Linked DNA regions of Ovis aries: all the other regions are linked to region 1. A link is a contact called in public Hi-C data. All regions are on one chromosome and are shown on one strand. Each heading gives the region's core, a stretch centred on a gene start, on an enhancer-like site or on the middle of the called end of the contact. The rest is flanking DNA. Distances are from core to core; before and after follow the strand shown. Region 1 has its middle 67 kb from the start of CAB39. Region 2 overlaps SP110 (SP110 nuclear body protein). Region 3 overlaps FBXO36 (F-box protein 36).

Region 1 (4,284 bases), core at 1,151-3,650:
TCAGTTCACATCCTGTTGAACAGACTTTATTTTTATTTTATTTCTCCTTTCAGGACTTGTGATGTGAAGCTCTTTTGCTTATGGGAACTGTTTTCCTTGTCACGAGACTGGGAAACACTCATCTCTGGGCATGTTGCTCCTGCTTCAGTGTCTGCTGCCCCTGCCTGATGCTTTTTGTGGATACAATTTCCTGGGGCTGGAGCCATGATGCCGTCTTAGTTATGACTGTCAGTCTGAGAAAACTCACCCTGTTCTCTGTGTGGGACTCCTCATGAATGCACGAAGAGTTTGGTTCCGTCTGCCAACCACACACATCACAGAAGGAGCTCCCACTGGAACATGACCTCTGGTGTGAAGCCACTTCTCTACACACATCACCTCCAGAGGTCACATCCTGCGCATGAACTCGTGCTGGGCAACAGTTATGACGGTGCACAGATGGAGCCCTCCCCAAGACGATGTCCATCCACAGCAACCCACTTCTCGTCGCCCCTTAAAAGACAGCTGTCAGCTGCGGTGATGCTCACCTTAATACCCAGATCTTTCTTCTCTGTGCAAGGCACCGTGAGACTCCTCTTATAAGAAGCATTCTCAGATTCAAAATCTGTAAGGCAAGCCAGTGGAGGTCAACAGGCTGCGTGCTGAGGTGGAGGCTGTCCAGATGAATGCGCAGCGCTGTGTCGCTGCCCTGTAGCTTCAGATAGCCCTTGGTCCCTGCGGGAGTCCCCTGAGGGAGGCTCACCTGGTAGCACTGCCAGCCTAAGGGGGAGGTCCGGAGGACAGGGATGTCTGGTCCTTGAGGACATCTAGGCCCAAGGACATTCTCAGGGACAGCTCAGCAGTGGCAGTGAAAAAGAGTGAAAGATATAGGATCCTCACAATTTGAACTAAGACCTCTCTGTCTAGGTCATGAATTCAATTATGGGCATATGAACTGCCAAACAGGAAAACTATCTCAGGCACCAATTTCTTATATTATTTCACTCCCTTTTACTTAGAAGGAAATAATGTCACTTCTGGGCTCCCCTGACAGCTCAGGTGGTAAAGAATACACCTACAATTCAGGAGACCCCTGACTGGGGAAGAGAGACCCCTGGGTGGGGAAGATCTGCTGAAGCAGGGATAGGCTGCCCACTCCAGTATTCTTGGGCTTCCCCTGTAGCTCAGCTGGTAAAGAATCCACCTGCAGTGTGGGAGACCTGGGTTCAATCCCTGGGTTGGAAAGATCCCCTGGAGAAGGGAAAGGCTACCCTCTCCAGTATTCTGGCCTGGAGAATTCCGTGGACTGTATAGTCCATGGGGTCGCAAAGAGTCTGACACGACTGAGCGACTTTCACAATGTCACTTCTAGGGCTTCCCAGGTAGCTCACTGGTAAAGAATCCACCTGCCAAGTAGGAGACACCGGAGTCGTGGGTTCCATCCCTGGGTGGGGAAGATCCCCTGGAGAAAGAAATGGCAACCCACTCCAGTACTCTTGCCTGGGAAACCCCATGGACAGAGGAGCCTGGTGGGCTACAGCCTATGGGGTGGTAAAAGATTCAGACAGGCTTTGCAACCAAACAAACAATATAACTTCTAATCTTGATTTTGAGATCTTTGTTTAGAGGATTAAAAAATGAGTTCTACTTTTTCAGGACTGACAACAGGATGAATTAGGAGAGGAAAAGTTTTAAGACATTTCTAAAGGGGACTGATCAATAACAACATTCAGCCATCAGAGGGCAGTGTAGACGTTCTGAAGGTTCTGGAGCTGGGAACGGGGTAGAGGAAGAACCCTAAAAAATGAAAAAAAAACACCACATCTTTTAAAAAATTTATTTATTTTTAATTGAAGGATAATTGCTTTACAGTATTGTGTCGGTTTCTACCACATCAACATGAATCAGCCATAGGTCTACCTATGTCCCCTTGCCACTTGAATATCCCTCCTACGTCCCCGCATCCTACCCTGAAAAATGCAGATTTAAAGCGAAGTTTCATTTGCTAAAATTAGAATTATAAGAAAGTGACCCCGGTGGCATGCCTCTCCTTTCATCTTGCTCTGTGTGCTCCGGATGAAAACTGACACCGGCCGCAGTTTGCAGCAGGTTCTTGGAGGATCCGGGACTGATTGGTTGCTGATTGGAGAGGTCTTGGGGTAGGGTGGCGCGGGTGGTGGTGTTTAGGTATAAGATGAATGGCAAGGGCAGCAGGGAGTGGAGGGAGGCCCTTGAAGGGGCTCAGGGCAGCGGCTATTTACCCACTGCGTCAAAACCACGTTTGATAATGTGCATCGCTTTAGAGGATCGTCTTGGCTGACTTCTGCCCCACAAGGGGAGGGTGCTTTGGGAAAGTGCGTGGCTGGCTCCCAGAGGGCTGAGCTTGCGTCAGCAGCTGACTTCCAGTAAGCGACCTTGTGCCCGCGGGGAAGTCCCGACCCCTCCCCCGACATCCGGTGTTTGCTGGGCGAAAACCGCTCCTGCCTGTTACCCAAGCGCGGCCTCAGTCTCTCATCCCTTGTCGATCCGATCATGATTCCTTCCTTTGGGGACAGGAGTTCTTCCTCATCCTGAAGGTCTTCACCTTTGCCATTAAGTCCACCTTGGCCAAACCTAGTTCACCCCAGGATGAAATTAAGGGAAAAGAGGAGGAGAGCCCCTGGAAGGCTCCCTTCAAGCGGAGACCCAGTGCTTTCTGCCCGCGCTTGTCTGGAGTTTGTTGAGACTAGCAGAGTAGGAAGCTCAGGCGTAGCTCTGAGCTACAGAGCTGAGTGATCTGTTAGGACCTCACTCTTCTCTCTCTGAGACCTTGCTGGGTGCCTCCCACCCTTTGGCCAGTTTCTGCTAGTACAGCTGTTGTCTAAGTGGAGAGACAGAGTTTGGAGCTTGACATTTTGCCATTTTTCTTGACTCCCCCTCCCATAATTAAGCCCCATAGTAAAACTGTTGTTCAGTCGCTCAGTCCTGCCCAACTCTTTGCATGGACTGTGGCATGCCAGGCTTCCCTGTCCTTCACTATCTCCTGGAGTTTGCTCAAACTCATGTCCATTGAGTCAATGATGCCATCCAGCCATCTCATCCTCAGTCGTCCCCTTCTTTTCCTGCCCTCAGTCTTTCTCAGCATCAGGGTCTTTTCCAATAAGTCAGCTTTTCACATCAGGTGGTCAAAGTATTGAAGCTTCAGCTTCAGCCTCAGTCCTCCCAATGAATATTCAGGGTTGATTTCCTTTAGGATTGACTGGTTTGATCTCCTTGTACTCTAAGGGACTCTCAAGAGTCTTTTCCAGCACGACAGTTCAAAAGCACCAGTTCTTTGGTGCTTAGCCTTCTTTATGGTCCAACTCTCACCTCTGTACACAACTACTGGAAAACTCATAGCTCTGACTATACGGACCTTGTCAGCAAAGTGATGTCTCTGCTTTCTAATACACTGTCCAGGTTTGTCAAAGCTTTTCTTCCAAGGAGCAAGCATCTTTTAATTTCATATCTGCAGTCACCAGGGACCCAAATAAAATCTCTCCTGTTTTGTAAGATGACACCACCCTTATGGCAGAAAGTGAGGAAGAACTAAAGAGCCTCTTGTGGAAAGTGAAAGAGGAGAGTGAAAAAGTTGGCTTAAAGCTCAACATTCAGAAAACTAAGATCATGGCATCTGGTCCCATCACTTCATGCAAATAGATGGAGAAACAATGGAAACAGTGGCTGACTTTATTTTTCTGGGCTCCAAAATCATTGCGGATGGTGATTACAGCCATGAAATTAAAAGACACTTACTCCTTGGAAGGAAAGTTATGACCAACCTAGACAGCATATTAAAAAGCAGAGACATTACTTTGCCAATAAAGGTCCGTCTAGTCAAGGCTATGGTTTTTCCAGTAGTCATGTATGGATGTGAGAGTTGGACTATAAAGAAAGCTGAACGCTGAAGAATTGATGCTTTTGAACTGTGGTGTTGGAGAAGACTCTTGAGAGTCCCCTGGACTGCAAGGAGATCCAACTAGTCCATCCTAAAGAAGATCAGTCCTGGGTGTTCACTGGAAGGACTGATGTTGAAGCTGAAACTCCAATACTTTGGCCACCTGATGTGAAGAACTGACTCATTTGAAAAGACCCTGATGCCGGGAAAGATTGAGGGCAGGAGGAGAAGGGGACGATAGAGGATGAGATGGTTGGATGGCATCACTGACTCAATGGACATGGGTTTGGGTGGACTCTGGGAGTTGGTGATGGACAGGGAGGCCTGGTGTGCTGTGGTTCATGGGGTCGCAAAGAGCTGGACACGACTGAGACTGAACTGAACTGAAC
Region 2 (4,271 bases), core at 1,296-3,795, 270 kb after region 1:
AGGGCCTGGCTTCAATCCCTGGCCAAGCAACTTAAATTCCATAAGTGGCATGGTGCAGTGTGGCCAAAAAATTAAATTAAAAATAAGATAAATAATGCCATATCTGATGATCAAACTGTTACCAGTTTAGACTCCCACGAATGTGGTGTGGACACACTTTCCCCTATGTCTTCACCAGCGCTAGAAATAACAAGGGCTTCCCTGGTGGATCTGATGATAAAGAATCTTCCTGCAACACTGGAGAACCAGGTTCAATCCCTGGGTCGGGAAAAGCCCCTGGAGAAAGAAATGGCTACCCACTCCAGTCTTCTTGCCTGGAGAATTCCATGGACAGAGGCGCCTGCTGGGCTACAGTCCATGGGGTTGCAAAGAGTCGGACACGACTGGCTAACACACACACACGCAGGAATAACAAGCCTTTTCCATTTGTTGAATACACAGGCAAAGAGAGATAGTCTGCCAGTGTTTTCCTGGAAACTTCTCTGCACGCTGCGCAGGGTTAAGCCCGAGGTGGGAGGTCACAATACTGCTTGCCAGCATCTCAGAAGGTCACATACTCCTGCCCTGTGTACTCAGGAAGGGCCATGTGACTTGGCCAGAGAAATGTGGACAGAAGTGAGGGGGCCACTGCAAGCCAAAGCTTGAAACACTTCTTCTAAAATGGGCCAGAAAGTGAGTCATTTAGGCTCAGCTGGCCACACCGGTTTACGGCTGCTACTTTAACCCTTTCTTGGGAGCAGGAAATGGGCAGAGCAAAAACATGAACAAGTAGGCCTGGCTCTGCTCCAATAAAACATTCATTACAGAAACAGACCCTGGGCCGATTGGCTCCTGGGCCGTAGTTTGCTGACGTCTATAATAAACCACTGAGTTCTGGGAGGACCATAAATGACTTCAGCATTCTTTAGCCTCATTTACTAACATCCCTGTTTTCATCTGGGGCTTCCCAGACGGCGCTGGTGGTAAAGAATCCACCTGCCAATGCAGGAGACATGAGACACAGGTTCGATGCTTGGGTCGGGAAGATCCCCTGGAGGAGGAAATGGTAACCCACTCCAGTATTCTTGTCTGGAAAATCCCATGGACAGAGGAACTTGGCGGGCTACAGGCCATACATTAGCACAGAGGTAGACGTGACTGAAGAGACGTAGCATGCACTCTTTTTATTACTTTTAAAGTCCTTATTGAAGTGTAGTTGATTTACAGTGTTGTATTACTTTCTGCTGTATAGCACAGTGAATCAGGTATACGTAATACATATATCCACTCCAGTTTAGGTTATTTTCCATCTAGGCCATTAGAGAGTATTGACTGGAGTTCCCTGTGCTGTACAATGCAGGTCTTTATTTGTTGTCTATTATATATATAGTATCATAGACAGCCCTGCATTGATTCCTATTCTGGTCAAGTTCATCGCAGGTTGACGTCTTGAGGAGCACTGGTACACTGTGCTTACAGAAAAATGCTGGTGCGTACTGTACAACTTGAGGGACTCACCCGAAGGAAAAGCTCAGGTGTACCCAACAACCGGGTCAAGAAATAGAACATAATCCACACCCATATTCCAACCCCTAGCCACACCCCCAGGGTCTCTTCCAACCTGGTTCTCTGAGCATCACCCAGCGCTTCCTGCTCCATCCTGCTCAGGGCCAGCTCATGTATCTCCTCCCCCATCACACACTCCATCCCCATAGCCAACCCCTCCATCCTCCTTCTTTGCTACACAGCTTCAGACTCACCTTGAACAAAGCCTCTTGAACTCAGCAGGTACGGTGTTTTTTCTTGGTGGCACTTATCACAAGTATAATTCTTTTTTGATAGTTTTTTTTTTGGGGGGGGTTCTCTATATTTTCAGCCATACCTTGAGGCATGCAGAACGTCCCCCACCAGGGACCGACCCCACTCCCCTTACTCCATGCAGAAGCACAGAGTCTTAACTACTGGACCACCAGGGAAGTCCTCAGATCTCTTTGTAAAAAAAAAAAAGAAAAGAAGTATAGTTAATTTACAATGTTCTGTTAATTTCTAATGTCCAGCAAACTGACTCAGTTATACCTATACATGTATCCTTTTTCAAATTCTCTTCCCATTTAGGTTGTTAGATAATATTGAGTAGAGTTCCCTGGGCTATACAGAAGGTACTTGTTGGTTATCTATTTTAAATACAGCAGTGTGTACATGTCCATCCCAAACTCTCTAACTATCCCTCCCCGCACCGTTCTCCCCGGTAACCGTAAGTTCTTCTCTAAGGCTGTGAGTTTGTGTGTTTTATCACATGTGTGATTAACTGTCTGTACATCCTATTCACTTCAGGAAAATCAAATGAGGTCAGAAGGACTTGCTCGTGGCTCCAGCTGTCTTCTGCGCTTTGCAGTTTGTGCTTAAATAGCTGTCAGATCAATACATTATCCATTCTTTCTCATCAAGTATGAATACCTATATCAGGGCCTCCATTGACCCATATAAACTAGAAAAGAGCCCCTTCCTTGACACACGACTTATATCTGGCAGAGCTGATTCTTGTAACCAGGCCCTTTACTGCCCCCTGCTGGAAAGAGGCCAGAAATGTGTGAATGGACTATAGCTCTGATGTCACTAGGAGCTCCCCACCCCTCACCTTAAAGGGGGACTCTTTGCTCAGTGTATATTCCACACGACCATACACAGAAGCCCTGCCAACCATATGTAAGTGTCTACGCCACTTTACAATTGGCAACCGATTTGTTCTACTCTTTGTCATTTAATCCTCAAATAGGTATTTTCCAGCCCATTTTGCAGATTCAATTAGAACACAAAGGACTTGCATGAGCTGAAACCAACCTAGGTGTTTTAATCTCAAGTCCTTTGTTTTACGCTGAAAAATAAATACTCCCCCTCCAGATCTTTGTAGGAAACACAAGTAGGAGGCAAGAGTCTAGGCAAACACTGACAGCTGTCGGTCAGCATCAGCTTCCCCCACCTCTTTAGCATGTCCGCCCACCCGGCTTTGACTTCTGATTTAACACCTTGTCTTGGGGTGGCAAAGAGTCTGATGCGACTGCAGTGACTTAGGAGGCACACACACACTCTGTGTGGGACAGAACAGCCTGGTGGGCTACAGTCCATAGGGTCACAAAGAGTCGGACACGACTGAATGACTGAGTACCCACCCACACCCTCTGCTGTTAAATGATGTGGAATCTTGTTGCAGTGTTCCTGATGGCATGGAAAGAGCACACACATAGGGCTGGCATGTCTGGATTCCAATGCCGGCCTCATCTCACAGTGCGGTGACCGCCAGGCATCCTCTCTCCAAAGCTGTGCCAAAGTCCCCAACTCTAAAATGAGGGCCATGACCACTGCCTTCCCTTTCTTAAGGCTGTTGTGCAAATAAACAACAAAACATATGTGCTGCTTTTACTAGTCCCCTAACTGGTGCTTCTCCAGCCACTCCATCGCCACACGGGCCCTTCCTCTACAGACCACAGGGGTCCAGACTTTTCCCCAGGCCATGATGGGATTTTCTGCCTTAATTTTTATTTATTATTATTATTTTTGACTGCACTTGGTCTTCATTGCTGCGAGCAGGCTACTTTCAAGTTGTGGTTCAAGGGCTTCTCGTTGTGGTGGCTTCTCTTGTGGTGGAACACAGTCTCTAGGGGGCATGGGCTCAGTAGTTGCTGCCCGAGGGTTCTGGAGCACGGGTTCAGTGGTTGCAACAAACGGGCATAGTTGCTCCGTGGCGTGTGGAAGCTTCCTGGACCAAGGATTGCACCTGTGCCCCTGCATTGGCAGGAGGATTCTCAACCACTGACCCACCAGGGAAGTCCCCAGGCATAGTGTTCACCTTGTGCCTCTTTCCTAGGTTCTGTAAGAATCCCTGGAGGTGGTCTTCCCCATCACGTACAGGGGTTTTTCCATTCTGCTCTTCTTTGTCTCTGTTAGGCCTTTCTTTTCGTTTTCTCCACCAGGCTTTCATCTCTATGAACTCCCTTTGTATTTGTTTTTTTCTGGTGTTATTGCTGTTGCTGTTGCTTGTTCTTTGGTTGATTTGGGGTTGTTTTTCGTTTGTTTTCTGGCCACGCTGCTCAGCATGCAGGATCTTAGTTCCCCGACCAGGATTGAACTCGTACCACTTGCGCTGGAATCACGAAGTCTTAACCAGTGGACCAGCAAGGACGTCCCTCCCTTTGCTCTTTAATTGCTTACTTATCCTAGCAGGTTCCTCATCTTTGCTCACATTTAACAGCATTGACCTAATAGATGTGGGAGAGCTGCATTCAAACTGCGAT
Region 3 (4,653 bases), core at 548-3,047, 420 kb after region 1:
ACAGCTCTGTTTGAGGACTGCACTGGATTATGTACATCCAATGCTTAGCACATAGTAGGTATTCAATAAGTGGTACTTATTGTGACTACATGGAAATGATGTTAAACTTTTAGTGCTGTGACAATTACTAGGGGTGACACAGGTAAAGTACACGGAAAGATGTAATTGATGGGGAGGAAAGGGAGACGGAACAGATGCTACCTCATCCACTTCTGATAAGACACCGGGAAGAAAGTTCCCACGGGCACCTAGCTACTGGGGGGCCAGTTCAGTCACCAGGGTTGGGAGTCTGGGGAGGTCCAGCACCAGGATTGAGAGCTCCCCCCACCATGTGACAGCTGTCTGAAGGTGAACTGACCCTGCGCCTGACTGATGTCGGACCCACCTGGTGTGTGGACCCAACTGGTCATACCAGCTGCCACTACCCACCCCATCCATGGCTTCAGGAGGCCAAGCAGTCCACTCTCACCACCCTTGGCCTGGCCTGCTTTGTTCCCACGCATTCTGCTTTCTTTCTGGAGAAGGGGAAAAGCATGTAAGCATTATCTCTGTTCATGATACTGTTATACCCACTTTGGAGCAGAAAGCAGGCTATCGTCTTTACTTTCATACTTCATGCTGGTCTCAACATATTTCAATAAAGGAAAAGAGTGAACTACAAACAGAAATGAATAGAATAATAGGGCATCATCATTTAAGACCCTTTCTGCATAAATATTAAAGGCAAAAACTATTATATTCACATCATGAACGTTACTGTCAAACAGCAATACTGAATCTTATGATACTGACAACCCTCCAGACATTTTGATGTTAGGCAGGTCGTTCATTGTTTTAATCCCACCTTCAACAGCCCTTCAAGGTCCAGTTTCTCTACTCAGATTACAACATATTCTAAATATAAACAATAAAGGGAAACTCTTAAAAAGATTTCTTAGTATTAAAAAAAAACAAACATATCTGAACCTCTTTTTAAAAATATGAACTCTAGATGATTATTTCTTTCCCAGCACAATACATTTCAGGGTGTCAGTGTATCTTATATAACAGAAATTATGGGAGAAAATGATGAGGTTTTGGGGGGAAAGGAAGGAATTCTTGGAGCTGAAATTTCCACCAGTGTAACTTCATTTATGGATCATTGTATTTCATAAGGAAAATATTTAGTTTTATTTTGCATTACAAGTTGGTCCACAAAATACCCCCAGCCAGGACTCACAAACCCTAGGGCTCTTTTGCTTGATACATCTCAGGGTGCAAAACACAAAATACCCATCTTGACTGAGTCTAGCCACTTGGATCCAAAACTTAGCTGATCGTGGATTTAGCTCCCCCTGGTGGTGGTGCATGAACTTAACATACATGAACTATGCAGACGTTCTAAGGGATCCTTGAGTTCAGTCCAGTTCAGTTCAGCCACTCAGTCGCCTCTGACTCTTTGTGACCCCATGGACTGCAGCACGCCAGGCCTCCCTGTACATCACCAACTCCCAGAGTTTACTCAAACTCATGTCCACTGAGTCAGTGATGCCATCCAGCCATCTCATCCTCTGTCGTCCCCTTCTCCTCCTGCCTTCAATCTTTCCCAGCATCAGGGTCTTTTCAAATGAGTCAGTTCTTCGCATCAGGGATCCTAGGACTTATCTATTAATAGCTAAAATCTTTCCTTTTACAATGTGAAAGTTAAGGCTGAGAGGGGATAAGGGTGTGACTGCCCAGGGTTCATGGTGGGGAGTCACTGAGTGAAGAACAGAACCCAGCTCTCTGGCCTCAAGCTGATTTCAACACCCACACTCTCTGTACACAGTGGAGATGTCAAAATAACCCCGTTGTGGCTTGCCTGCTTGGCCAGACCTGGGACTCACAGTCATAGAGAATTTGGGACCATGAGGAAAAATCTGCTCTCCATAGGCCAAAACGTGACAGAGGAGAGACTTTCTTCCTCAGCGGGTTTCATGGGGGCCTGTTCCTGAGTTCCAGACAAGACAAATATGTCCATTTGCTGGTCACGGTCATACCCACCTCCTCCCATCTGGACCTCAGCAGCCCCCAGGAAGGTCCCACATGGCAGCCTCACCTCAGTGAGCCCACCACAACCCCAGGGCTGGCCCTCGGTGTGACGTTCTGGTGTCCCAAGACACAGGATCCACCTTTCAAGGGCGTGCTCATCTGAGCCAAGTTCCAATAAAGAGGAGGGGCTTCCCTGGTGGCTCAGATGGTTAAGAATCCACCTGCCAATGCAGGAGATGCAGGCTCGATTCCTGGGTCGGGAAGAGCCCCTGGAGGAGGAAATGGCAACCCACTCCAGTATTCCTGCCTGGAGAATCCCAAGGACAGAGGAGCCTGGCAGGCTATAGTCCACAGGGTCACAAAGAGCCGGACACGACTGAAGCGACTTAGCGCACAGGATGCAGAGTGACTGTGTTGGTTTACCCAGAGAAATACACCCTTCCAGCTCACCAGACCTTTAGATGCTCATCCCTGGAGGCTCCATGGTTTAGTCAACATGAAATCAGAGCAAGACCAGGCAGCCAGATGGCCCTCATCACTGGTGGCATTAAGTGGGATAAGTGGAAACTTACAGACTTGGCTGTGGGCTAGCACCACGGGCTCTCCCAGGCTCGGACTCCTGCCCACCAGAGTCCCCACACCCTCTGTGTCTCTCATGTGTCTTTATGCTTCCAAGGCAAACTCAATTTTGCAGAGTCTGGTCTGGCCATAGTCTGGGGAGTTATTTATAAATAGCAGAGGGAAAACCACTTGAATGTCTATCATTAGGGATCTGGTTTTAAAAATTACAACTTGTCCATATAACAATAACTTAAATCACTTTTCTAAATTGAAGATTTAGATGTAGACATGAAAGAGATCTAAAATATGTTTTAGATAAAAACACGGACAGAGCACAATGTATAAAGTGCTACCATATGCTTTTATGCTTTTTAAAAGAGTGTGTATATATAGATGTTTATATGCTCACACACCACACACACACACACACACACTTACATGTGCATAGACTCTCTGGAAGGACATACAAGACACGGGAAATATGATTGTTGCTGGAGATGAGAATTAGAGGAATGAGGATCAAGAATGGGAGGGAAATTTACTTTTTACTACACATTAAAAGACATCATTTTTTATTCAATTGTCAACCTGGTTATTGCAATGCAAATCAATTTTCTTTTTCAAAAATAAAACAAAATTGACATAACACAAAACCCAAACAAGGGAGGGGACATTCAGGAGTTAAGAGTGGTGGGTCAGAAGGGAGGACATTCCTTCAAAAGAAAGTGTTAGTCGCTCAGTCATGGACTCTGCGACTCCTATGGACTGTAGCGCACCAGGCTCCTCTGTCCATGGGATTCTCCAGGCAAGAATACTGGAGTGAGTTGGCATTTGTTTCTCCAGGGGATCTTCCTGACCCAGGGATTGAACCCGGGCCTCCTGCTTTGCAGGCAGGTTCTATACTGTCTGAGCTGAAGGGAACAACGTAAGAAAGGCCTAGGGGCGCAGAGAGCTGAGCACACAGGATAGCGCACGGTCTGCCTTGCTGGGGCTGTGGGCGGGAACCGGGGCTGGGACACAGTGGCTTGAAGTGCCAGCCAAGACTATGGATCCCATTCTGAAAATGATGGACATAGCTAAGGGTCACTGAGCAGGGCAGTGACATGACCAGCGTGTATTTTAGAAAGCCACCTTCAGCCCCCACAAAAGGTTTAGCCAATGAATCAGTGAGCAAGCCACCAGGAAGAAACCCACCAGAGAATCCTGGAAGTGGAGATGGGTCAGGGAGTGGGAGGCCTCATCCTTTGGATGTGACAACCAAGAGGTTACTGTGAATGAGGCCAGAGATATTAGGAGGCGTGGACAGAGGGGAGATGAGAGAGGAGGGATAGGCAGACAGAAGACCCGGGATTCCCAGAATTCTGGATAAGATCAGTGAAATTTTTAGAAATCAAACCAAACAACAATTAAGAACCAAAAGATTGCTCACTTTGTAATTCGCCAAGTAAGGGTAATTCGCTAAAATTATCATGTTTTAATACCATTGTTTTATAAAAGAAGGGATATTTTAAATCTCCCTCCAGTAGGAAGGGCTGACCTCTGTTAAAGAATGGTCATTCATATGTAACAAATTTATATTATCACCTGTCTCTGTGTGTGTGTGTGTGTGCAGTCACTCACTCATGTCTGACTCTTTGCGACCCTGTGGACTATAGTCCCTCCAGACTCCCCTGTTCATGGTATTTCCCAGACAAGAATACTGCAGTGGGTTGCCATTTCTTCCTCCAGGGGATCTTCCCAATCCAGGGATCAAATTCACATCCCTTGCATCTTCTGCATTGGAGGGTGGATTCTTCACAGTGTCACCAGGACACACCCTTACTGTTCCCATTTTCTCAGGGATTATAAAATCTCAGTCCGCTGAATGATGCTGGTTTGCTGAGTGTGAACCGACATGTAAATCCTTTTTTTTTCCCCCAAACAAGGAAGGAAAGAGATTGAATAAGAATAGAGCCAAGAGGACTTCCCATGTGGTCTAGTGGTTGGTGACTGAGAATCTGCACTTCCACTTTGTGCGTGCTAAGTTGCTTCAGTCGTGTCCGACTCTGTGCGACCCTAAGGACTGTAGCACACCAGGCTTCT

What was found. A called contact is a pair of places that touch in the nucleus more often than the background predicts.
Region 2: a contact with region 1 is called in a Hi-C map of liver, with 4 times the contacts expected there. The contact joins two enhancer-like sites. A contact is called at or near these places in 11 of 16 Hi-C or Micro-C datasets (blood, hypothalamus, liver and 6 more).
Region 3: a contact with region 1 is called in a Hi-C map of tail adipose tissue, with 5 times the contacts expected there. The contact joins two enhancer-like sites. A contact is called at or near these places in 5 of 16 Hi-C or Micro-C datasets (liver, muscle, omental adipose tissue and 1 more).

What each region holds. Positions count from the first base shown.
Region 1 is chr2:232,466,552-232,470,835 of ARS-UI_Ramb_v3.0, reverse strand. No RefSeq gene overlaps it. Among named protein-coding and RNA genes, the nearest start is that of CAB39, 67 kb to the left of the region's middle. Within about 2 kb of position 2,400, at least 25 of the 54 cell types and tissues checked have an H3K27ac peak or open chromatin away from gene starts, as enhancers often do. A contact at or near this core is called in liver and tail adipose tissue, where this site is marked.
Region 2 is chr2:232,197,670-232,201,940 of ARS-UI_Ramb_v3.0, reverse strand. All of the region lies in intron 11 of SP110 (SP110 nuclear body protein), which reads left to right. Among named protein-coding and RNA genes, the nearest start is that of SP110, 31 kb to the left of the region's middle. Within about 2 kb of position 2,545, at least 3 of the 54 cell types and tissues checked have an H3K27ac peak or open chromatin away from gene starts, as enhancers often do. A contact at or near this core is called in liver, where this site is marked.
Region 3 is chr2:232,043,210-232,047,862 of ARS-UI_Ramb_v3.0, reverse strand. All of the region lies in intron 3 of FBXO36 (F-box protein 36), which reads right to left. LOC132659231 (a long non-coding RNA gene) reads left to right here. Exons shown (of 2, transcript XR_009599430.1): 2 at 1-674. Among named protein-coding and RNA genes, the nearest start is that of SLC16A14, 56 kb to the left of the region's middle. Within about 2 kb of position 1,797, at least 2 of the 54 cell types and tissues checked have an H3K27ac peak or open chromatin away from gene starts, as enhancers often do. A contact at or near this core is called in tail adipose tissue, where this site is marked.